3 separate regions of the Mus musculus genome follow, and all the other regions are linked to region 2. A link is a contact called in public Hi-C and promoter capture Hi-C data. All regions are on one chromosome and are shown on one strand. Each heading gives the region's core, a stretch centred on a gene start, on an enhancer-like site or on the middle of the called end of the contact. The rest is flanking DNA. Distances are from core to core; before and after follow the strand shown. Region 1 holds the start of Ears2 (glutamyl-tRNA synthetase 2, mitochondrial). Region 2 holds the start of Sec23ip (Sec23 interacting protein). Region 3 holds the start of 4930413G21Rik (RIKEN cDNA 4930413G21 gene).

Region 1 (2,938 bases), core at 323-2,822, 6.7 Mb before region 2:
GTCTGATGACTCATACCTGTGACGCCAAAACCTGGGAGGCAGAGACAGGAGGATTGCTGCACATTTAGGGACAGCATGGTCTTCATAGTGAGTTCCAGGCCAATCGGGTGATACAGGGAACTCTTTCCAAGTTAAAAACCAAACAAAAACCCAAAAATGTAAACTTTCAATTAATTTTAGCTATCATAGTGATCTACACTGCTTGTCAACTCTTTCCCATTTGGGCTTTTCCTGCCAGTCAGCAAAGAAATGAAAACAGTAATTGTAGTAGAGGCAGTGCTTGCTAAGTGCCTCTGCTGTACTGGCTCAAACCCGTCAGACAGGCACTATTATTAGCCCTACTTGACAAATCACAAAATTGGGACATAAACAGAGCAAATAATTCTGCCAAAGCAACACATCTAGGGATTGGCAAAGACAAAAATATAGATGCAGAAAATGCCAGGCCTTGGATGCCTGCATAAGTGCTTCTTCCAACAAGGTGAGTATCCCAGTTCATGTTGACCATAGGTAAACACAGACACTGTGATACTTAGATACTTGCAGTCATTTGATAAGCTATTTTACATCACTGAGACTAACAAAAAGAAAGATGATTTTGTTCTCTCGGTTTTGAGACACTCATTTTCTCCCTAGCAGTTTCGTTTATATCAGTCTTAAAAACAGATTCACAACAGTTAACTATGAACCAGGGCTTCTACCACATATCGAAGTTCCACAATCTACATTGCCTGCCTGGAGGTAATGCGTTCTTCCTGTGCAGCTGAGACTCAGAAATATCTTTTCCTGCTGACCCTAGACCTAGAATGAACGGTTGCTCAGTGTGAACAGGGTAGAAGGTGGCTTGAACTAAAGGTTGGGAATTTGTGGGAAGGGAGGAGACACAGAATTCCTAGCAAGATATACATGGGCCTCTGTTTTCTTCTGACTTGCTAAGCTGCCAGCAAACTCAGGCTTTTGTGCATGTCGTTTCCTCTTAGGCTTCAAGCGGGTCTTCTTGACACTTGTTCTCAACTCAAATGTTACCTCTTCAGCAATACCTTCTAGGGCGCCCTATCCCGCTTCACTGCCAAAATGGACACATATGACTCTAGGATTTGTCGGTTTCTTCAAAGCCAGAACCCTGACTTTTCAATGACCACTGCATTATAGCGCATAGGCCTTGGCATAAAGTCTATACGCTCTGCACACAGCGTGCAATAAGAAAGGACAGAGACAATACAACAAGGAAACTTCTAGCAATCTCAATCACTTCAAATCCTAGCCCTCCACCTCCGTCTCTTTAAAACGGGGTCGCGCAGACAACCCCGGAAGGGACTGTTTCTGGAACTTTCGGGGGCGGGGACGGGAAGGTGGGCTGCGGCGAGCGGCGTCACGTCCGTTAGGATTACCTGTGGGGCTGGGAGCGAAGCGCACTCGCACCGGGGCCCCGGGATCTGGGCCCAGACTGGCCTCGCGCCGCCCCACGCGGTGCCCGAGGGCCACCACGTGCGGCTCGGCCAGCAGAAGCCTCTTGAGGGGCGCCGCCATGTGGACTAGAAACACACACGTGGGCTCCTTCGCGCGTCACTTCCGCTCGGCGGGGGGGAAAAAAATCACTCCAACCAATCAACTTTCGCCACAGCGAGCGCGGCCCTGCCACTTAAAGGCGTAAGCCGCCTATCTGGGCTGCTCACGCCCCTCTGGACTAGGGCGGCGATGCGCCGCCGCTCGGGGACCGAGCGCTGCGAGCAGGCGATCTCCCAGACCCGCCCCCTCCGGCTGCGGGAATGCTAAAGCGTGGCAGGGGCCGGCCCGGGAAGCGGAGGAGGCGGGTCTCCATAGAAACCTCCACCTGTTTCCGGCCAGCCTGTGTGAAATTAGGGGCTGGTGCGGGGGCCAATCTCCGCCAGCTCGCTTCTTCCCGGCGGCCCCTGCGGTCGTGGTGGGTGTTGTACACAATCATCATGGCGGCGGCCGGAGCCCCGGATGGTGAGTGTGGCGGGGAAGGCGGTCGGTCGGCGGCTGAAGAGCTTGCGGACGCTGCCGGGGTCGTGGGACCGGGCCTGGCCCCGGAGGGAGGAGCGTGGCGCGGCAACGACGGTGCCCGGGCCCGTTCTCGTCGCAGGCCGGGCTCGTGGCGAGCACCCACCCCCCTAACCCCTTTGCAGGCATGGAGGAGCCAGGCATGGACACGGAGGCCGAGGCTGTGGCCACCGAGGCGCCCGCACGGCCCCTCAACTGCGTGGAGGCCGAAGCAGCCGTAGGGGCAGCGGCGGAGGACTCCTGCGACGCGCGAGGCAACCTGCAGCCGGCCCCGGCCCAGCCCCCTGGGGACCCTGCGGCCCAGGCCTCGGTCAGCAACGGCGAGGACGCGGGCGGCGGTGTGGGCAAGGAGCTGGTGGATCTGAAGATAATCTGGAACAAGACCAAACACGACGTGAAGGTCCCTCTGGACAGCACGGGGTCCGAGCTAAAGCAGAAGATTCACTCCATTACAGGTATTCGAGGAGCTGACACCCGACTGCTTCTACCCACGACCTACCTTCTAGCTCTTGATGCTTACGTCGTGCTAAACTGTTAGCGATTTTCTTGCGCCTAGACTCCCGCTATCCTCACTGCAGTTTTCTGAAATCAGTACTTGTATGTCCATTAGTAATCAGAGAGGGAAAATTAGGCCCAGAATGATAGTGGTACCACCAAGTGGTGGAGTGAGATGCAAGCCTGAATCTTGAGTATTAAGGCTCACCCTTCTAACTAATGTTGGACTGTCATTGCTAGGCGCGGTATTTATGAACTTTACAGGAGATTCTGAACAGGTCCAGTATTTAGCCACGGATTTATTTTCAGCAGACAGATCAGTTTCATAAGGGAAGTTCATGAAACAGTGTTATCAACTGTCCTAATGGCCCTTTATAAATATTCATACATGGCCGTTTTATTTGTTTTGGTTTGCTAC
Region 2 (3,236 bases), core at 163-2,662:
AATCATATGTTGAAGTTAATTATGCAAAGTGATGGTTTTGGAATTTAGGCCTTTCTCTCTCTCTCTCTCTCTTCTCTCTCTCTCTCTCTTTTTATTCGAGACAGGGTTTCTCTGAATAACCCTGGCTGTCCTGGAACTCACTTTGTAGACCATGCTGGCCTTGATCTCAGAAATCCGCCTGCCTCTGCCTTCCAAGTGCTGGAATTAAAGGTGTGCAACACCACAGCAGGGCTGGTCCTCTGGGATCCCTGCACTCATAAAGAGGTTTGAAGCCCTAGTTCTCAAGTTTCAACTTTAGTTTTTCTTCCTCAGGGAAGCTTTTTCTTCCTTAAGTTTTTCGCTAATGATCTGATGGAGAGAGATACATGCTCGCTCTTCCTAGAATGTTTAGATCTCTGTCCCCAGATGATGTCAGTGTTCCAGGAAACACACTTAAGGAAAGCCTGCCATTTATATTATTTTGTGTTTAGTTGATTGTTTTGCCAGATTGTAAACCCAAAAAGGAAGGATTTCAGGTCTGTTTCATATATCACTCTCTGGTATATGGTTCTCAGCCTTGCTTCTTTATGATAAAGAGAATTTTCTTGACCAACTTCTAGTCTAGCATGGCTTTTAGCAGTTTGAGGCCATGTTATCTATGACTCACCAGAAGTTTCCCCATTACTAAGCTCTGTACTTCTTGGCCCCGTTGAAATGCTTGTCGAGGTAAACTCAACACTGCCAGAATTTAATGTTTTTATTCCAGCCAAAACCTGGTAGTAGGCAGATAGGTCCCCAAACCCTAAATTACAGCAGTAACTCTAGAATGTTGCAATTATACATCTTTTCTCTGCCCCTTTGAAACATAAATCGTCTACCACTTGGAACTGCCTTACCAAAGGCACTTTTTGTTGATGCACACATTCAAGGAGATAGTAGCCTGGAGTGGTGGCACACTCCTTTTAAGCTCTTGGGAAGAAGAGGCAGACAGACCTCTTGAGAATTCCAGGCAACATCATGAAAACGTAACTGAAAAAAAAAAAGGAACCCAGCCGATAATAATTCTTACTTCCAATTCTTATGACCGCCTGTCATAAAGATATAAGAATTGCAGTGTGTGGTGGTATTAATCTCAGAAATGGAAGAGCTGAGGCAGGAGGATAAAAAGTCAGTCTGGGCAGCATAGAGAGATCCTGCCTCGCAAGCAAGCAAATAAACCAACCAACCAAAAACAGATACTCCATGAGAAACTCAGGGCGTCCAGGACATCTCAGAATCTGCGACTTCGAGCGTCAATTAACGCTAGGATTCATCGGCCACACCTCTCTATTCTATGCTGTGATTCCAGAGGCTGACCCAGTCTCGCGAGACCGAGGCTGTCACGTGATAGGCTTGGGTCTGAAGCCGATTCCACCTTATTGATTTTGGGCGGCGTCAAATTCCGGAAGAAAACCGATCCCGGAGTCGCTGGCCTGTGGCACCTGTGCGCAAGTGCGGAAGTGCGGTGGCATCCTCGCTAACCGGTTTCCGGTCTGTGTGCAGCACCGGGCTCGCAGAGCCACGTAACGGCCGGGGGTCTGCAGCCATGGCGGATAGGAAGGCTAACGGCGGCGGAGCGTCCGCCTCCTCGTCAGGCACTAACTTACTCTTCTCCTCCTCGGCCACGGAGTTCAGCTTCAACGTGCCCTTCATCCCCGTCACGCAGGCCGCCGCCTCCCCGGCTTCCCTGCTCTTACCCGGAGGTAGTGAGCCGAGGGCGCTTGGGGGCCAGTGTCTGTCCCGGGAGGCGGGTGGGACAGGAGTGTCGCCTGCTCTGAGTCGCTTGCCAGGGTCAGCAGTGACCAGCTTTCAGAGGGCCAGGGACTGGAGGATCCTGGAGGAGGGGCTCCGGTGATGAGGCTTGGAACTCCTGTCATTGCGCAACTGTTTGTTGAACACCCACTGGTGTGCTGGTGCTGGCAGAAAACGCAGCTAAATTAGACAGTTACCCTTTGCTAGAATCCGAAAGCTGCTCTCTTACTGGGAAACACCGGTGATAGGGTAGGACATCACCTAGGAGACAGTAAGTTTCTCCAGAGGAGACAATGCCTCTCTTGTAGAGGACTATACACTCTCTCCTAGTAAAAGCCCCCCCGTTACACTTTTGATTAAGCTCTGTGTATATCTGGGAAGGCTGATTTCTCTCTCTCTCTCTCTCTCTCTCTCTCTCTCTCTCTCTCTCTCTCTCTCTCGTTTGTCTCTGTCTCTCTTTCTCGTCTGTCTCTCTCTGGTGGTTTGGAGCACAGACTGTGTTCAGACCCGGCACTGCCATTAACTTGCTGTGTGGCCTCAGTCATGACATTTTACCTGTCTGCTTAGATTTCATGTTTTCAGCTCCTATCCCTGGGTTTGAGAGCAAGGTCTCTCTGTGTAGTACTGACTGTCCTAGAACTCACTGTGTAGATCAGGCTGGCCTCAAACTTAAAGGATCCACCTGCCTCTGCCTCTCTGCCTCTGAGTGCTGGGATTAAAGGCATTCGTCACTATACCCTGTCTCATTTTTGTAGAGTTCTATATCTAGTGTCCCACACGTATTGTTGTGTAAATACTTGTGAGCTAAGTACTCTGCCCCTCCATGTGGACTGTGAACTTCTTACCTCTTTTCATTTTCAGGGTCCTGTTTTTTAGTGCCTAGCACACAGGTGCTTGTTAGGTGCTGAGCTTTCCCCACCAAATAATTCCTCCTTGGAGGACTAAGGGGAGTTTCCCGCAGAAGGGAAGAAAGACAACTGAAAGCATGTGTATCTGCAGTGTCTCCTTTCTGTCATGTTTCTTCTCGGTGCTCGTAACTGTCTGACAGGTACATATGCCCGCTTACCCTACCAGGCCAGGGTGTAAGCTTTGTCAAAGCAGGGGCTGGCCCGATGCCTGGAATGCAGACTACAGAATTTCTAGTGGGAGTTTGCTGAGCGACTGGGGGGATGGATCCACGAGTGCCCCTGCCTCATGGAAGCGGTGTGACTGAAAGGTTCAGTGATGCTTTCTTTGGTGAAGAATTGTGGCTGGACCAGAGTACTGTGGAAGGGTCCAGGAATCAGTAAGGTCGTGCCTTGGGTTTTTCAGATTGTTCTCGGCCTCCAGAGTGGTGTTTGATGCACGCTCGTTTTCCTTGATGTATGATATTTAATTTGTGTGTTATTGTCGGTGCTTGACATTTCTATTCTCTTCTTCATTTTCTTGTTAATTTTCTGTTCATTACTGTTTTTCTGCCTGTGTGT
Region 3 (3,356 bases), core at 501-3,000, 5.8 Mb before region 2:
CAGGACAGCTGAGGCTATACAGAGAAACCCTGTCTGGAAAAACCAAAAACCAAAACCAAACAAGAAAATTAATAATAAAAAAAAAAACAACAGAAGAACAAACAGGTATATTCCTTGCAGTTAAGAAGAAAATAAAGGCCAAAATCGATGACTATCTTAATAAGATGGCCTTAGGAAGGCGTTTCTGACAAGATGATTGACTTAAACCAAGTCAGAATCTGGGGCGTTAGCATTCAGGAAGTTTCTGAAAACTCTGCCACCTCTTGGATGTATGATTTTGTTCTCAGTTGCTGAACTTCCTTGAGCCTAGCCTGTAAAATTCAGAGGCTGGACATTGGACACTGTAAATGATAGTAATTGTACAGTTTTAATTTTTATTATTTATGAATTTATAAATGCAATATGTCCCGTATGCCACAAGAGAAAAAGAATGCCAACCCTCCTAAGGGACTTTGTAATTTAAAATGGAATGAGGACCCTGCAACCCAGCAAGCATTCCCTTCTTTGAAAACTCGAAAAATGCACGGCTGTTGGCTTTAGGTTTCTATCTTATAAATTGGAGATATTTTTTTGCTGTTGTTTATTTGACATTTATTAGGCCCCCTGTATTGAGGCACAGATATGCCAGGCATGGTCTTAAATATTGAAATATACTCATGGATTTAATTCTTTATTCTCTGACAGCGTCTTTGGGAGAACGGAGTTACTTCCGACCTAGGAGACTGGGCTCCAGAATTTGCAAACATCAGCGGTCAACGCGGTGCCTAGTACAAGGTAAGAGTCGGACACAGCTCTTAAGATGCTGCTGGTGGTGATGATGGTCCATTCTCACCAGCAGCTTTGGAAGAGCTCAGGGTATACAGTCTGTTAGGAGAGGAGTTGGTGAGCAGCCATCACAGTGATGAGACTCGTGCGTGGGTGGAATTCGCGGTTCACCCCCTCCGCACTTTGGGGCCTCCGCCGCTTAAGCGCCCCTTCCAGACCCGCCCGGTGGGACGGTCCGCCTCCCCCTCTCTGCGGACCCACGTAGTTTCTCCTGTTCTCCGCGTAGCCTCAGGTTCCACGCCGCAAGTCACAAAGCGCCGGGTCACGTGGGCGGGCCGGTGCGCTTTGTGACGCAGACGGCCCCGCCCCCGGCCCGCCTATCGGCGCACGCCCAAGCCCCGCCTCGCGTGCGCCGCCCGTGCAGTCCCTGCTTAAGAGACCCCGGAGTGGGGGCGCTCGCCCGAAGCCAGGCCGCGTCCGCCATAGTGCCTGGCGCGGAGGTGTCGTCGGCGCAGGGTGCGGGCCGGAGAGCGCCCGGGGTTGGGGGGGCAGAACAAAAAAAAAATAATAATAATAAAGAGGGAATCCAGCGACGCCCTCGCCGCCGCCCGACCGTTTCCGGGCTTCCCGACGCGGTCGTGGGCTCAGAGGCGACAGGAGCGGGAGCAGCGCGAGGAGCAGCAAGAGGAAGAGTCGGGCAGCCTCGGTGGTGTCCCCGGGGCCAACGAAGCCGCCTTCCGGGGCCCGGGGTGGTGAGGAAGGGCCTCGCGGCCTAGCTGGGCCCCGCACCGGCTTTGTGTCAGGCGGCGGCGGGGGGGAGGCGGAGCCGAACCGGGCGGCCGCTGGAAGGCCTCTCCTCCGCCGACCGCGCGATCTCGGCCTAGGCCGCGGGCCGCTCGTGGCCTCCGGGGAGCAGGCGCCAGGGTGTGTGTGCGGTGGGGGCCTGGGCCTGGGGACGCCGACGCCGGTCGTCCGGAAGCCGGGAGGAGGCGAGAGGCCGCTCGTGGACTCCGGGCCTAGGCCCTCTCCCCGCAACCTTCTCCCGGGGCCTGGGTCACCCCCATCCACGGAGAGAGACTAGCCGGGAGGTGCGGCCGCTATGGACCCCTGACCCCGCGGGGTCATTCGGACTCTAACGTGTGGACTGACCGCTACTGACTGCACCGCCTGCCCCCGTCTCCTGCCGGCCCTTAGCATGAGCGAGTGGGACCCAGCCGGGTGACATTGTGCCGGTTGGCGGATCCTCGATTGCCCCCTTTCCTGTCTTGCTCCTCCCTCATGAAGCGATTCTGAGTACGGGGGGTTCCGGATTATTGTTCTCACGGACCCCCGCTTGTGGTTGGGGGGGTATTTAATCTGAGGCCTTAGGGTCCTTCGTTGTCTTTTGAGTGTTTTGTGTGTGTACATATTTTGCTCTTAAGTTTATAAATATACATATATTGAGAGTGTCCACGTCTCCTCGCTGAACCTTAGGAATCTTTTGCCACAATGTCCTGTGTGCACTATAAATTTTCCTCTAAACTCAACTACGACACCGTCACTTTTGATGGGCTCCATATCTCCCTCTGCGATTTAAAGAAGCAGATTATGGGGAGAGAAAAGCTGAAAGCTGCCGATAGCGATCTGCAGATCACCAACGCACAGACGAAAGAAGGTAAGAGGCACACGGGCCGCAGATATTTATTGGGGGGAGGGGGGGGCGTCAAGGTTGGTATTTTAAGTTTCTTGTTTCAGGCTTGAACTCCATTCTTACCCGTTGTCATACACAGAGTTTCATTGATAGCCAAGGATTGCAGCACCCGACCTTGGAGTTTAACTGGCCTTCTGAATGCTGGGATCTGTCTTACCTAGCAGGCTGGTTTTCAAAATGGGGCCCCACCTCCTCCTTAATTAAAGTTTTTTAAACAGTGGGATTGGGTTGAAAAGAGAAAAGGGTTGCTACCTGAGTCTGTTGGGTGTTTGCCTTGTGGCCTTTCCCTAACTTGTTTTTCCATCAGGAGAGGAAAGCCTGTGTAAGGTTTCCTATTGGTTAAAGCAGCAGTAGATATAACTTGTTGGCTAATCTAGCAGCGTTTTGAAGCTGATAGCAATTGTCCACTGGCCTTTTATTTATTTATACGGGGTTGCTTGTAGAAAAGGTATTTTTGAGGATTTAGTTAGTGCTGGAATTGGTTTTGTATTTAAAAAAATGTTCTGAGGTGAACACTCTGAGGTGTAATTCCAGAATTAGTGATATTTACTCAAAAGTTATATTCTGTAGCCCAGACTGGCCTCCAACCCCAACAACCCCTTTTGAGCTTCCCAAGTGTGGGGAATGCAGGTGTTAGACCACACTTAACTGTTAAGCAGTTCAGAAAAGTTTCAAAGTGCAAGGCCCTGGGCTCTTCATCCGACACCACCAAAATATATGTGTGTGTGTTTTTCTAAAAAGAATGCTACCATGTGTGAATGTAAGTAAGCCACTGGTTATAAAATTTGAGCTCTTCATTTTAAAAGTAATTGGGTCTAGGTCCCATCTGTCTGTCTGTCTCTCTGATAGTTTCTCTGTGTAGTCCTGACTGCCCTGGAACTCGGATCCACCTGCTTCTGCC

The links. A called contact is a pair of places that touch in the nucleus more often than the background predicts. Capture Hi-C pulls out chosen DNA fragments and counts their contacts.
Region 1: a contact with region 2 is called in a promoter capture Hi-C map of liver, with 2.7 times the contacts expected there. The contact joins the promoter of Ears2 here to the promoter of Sec23ip in region 2. A contact is called at or near these places in 2 of 39 promoter capture datasets (cranial neural crest and pre-B cells) and 1 of 9 other capture datasets (liver).
Region 3: a Hi-C map of B cells shows a contact between it and region 2, with 7 read pairs. The contact joins the promoter of 4930413G21Rik here to the promoter of Sec23ip in region 2. A contact is called at or near these places in 2 of 484 Hi-C or Micro-C datasets (B cells and CD4 T cells).

The regions. Positions count from the first base shown.
Region 1 is chr7:122,065,514-122,068,451 of GRCm38.p6, forward strand. It overlaps Ears2 (glutamyl-tRNA synthetase 2, mitochondrial), which reads right to left and starts at 1,573. Exons shown (of 9, transcript NM_026140.3): 1 at 1,392-1,573. The coding sequence starts at 1,530. Ubfd1 (ubiquitin family domain containing 1) reads left to right here and starts at 1,685. Exons shown (of 7, transcript NM_138589.2): 1 at 1,685-1,971; 2 at 2,151-2,480. The coding sequence starts at 1,770.
Region 2 is chr7:128,743,458-128,746,693 of GRCm38.p6, forward strand. Sec23ip (Sec23 interacting protein) reads left to right here and starts at 1,413. Exons shown (of 19, transcript NM_001029982.2): 1 at 1,413-1,721. The coding sequence starts at 1,565.
Region 3 is chr7:122,968,709-122,972,064 of GRCm38.p6, forward strand. 4930413G21Rik (RIKEN cDNA 4930413G21 gene) reads right to left here and starts at 1,751. Exons shown (of 1, transcript NR_045614.1): 1 at 350-1,751. Rbbp6 (retinoblastoma binding protein 6, ubiquitin ligase) reads left to right here and starts at 1,856. Exons shown (of 18, transcript NM_011247.2): 1 at 1,856-2,419. The coding sequence starts at 2,254.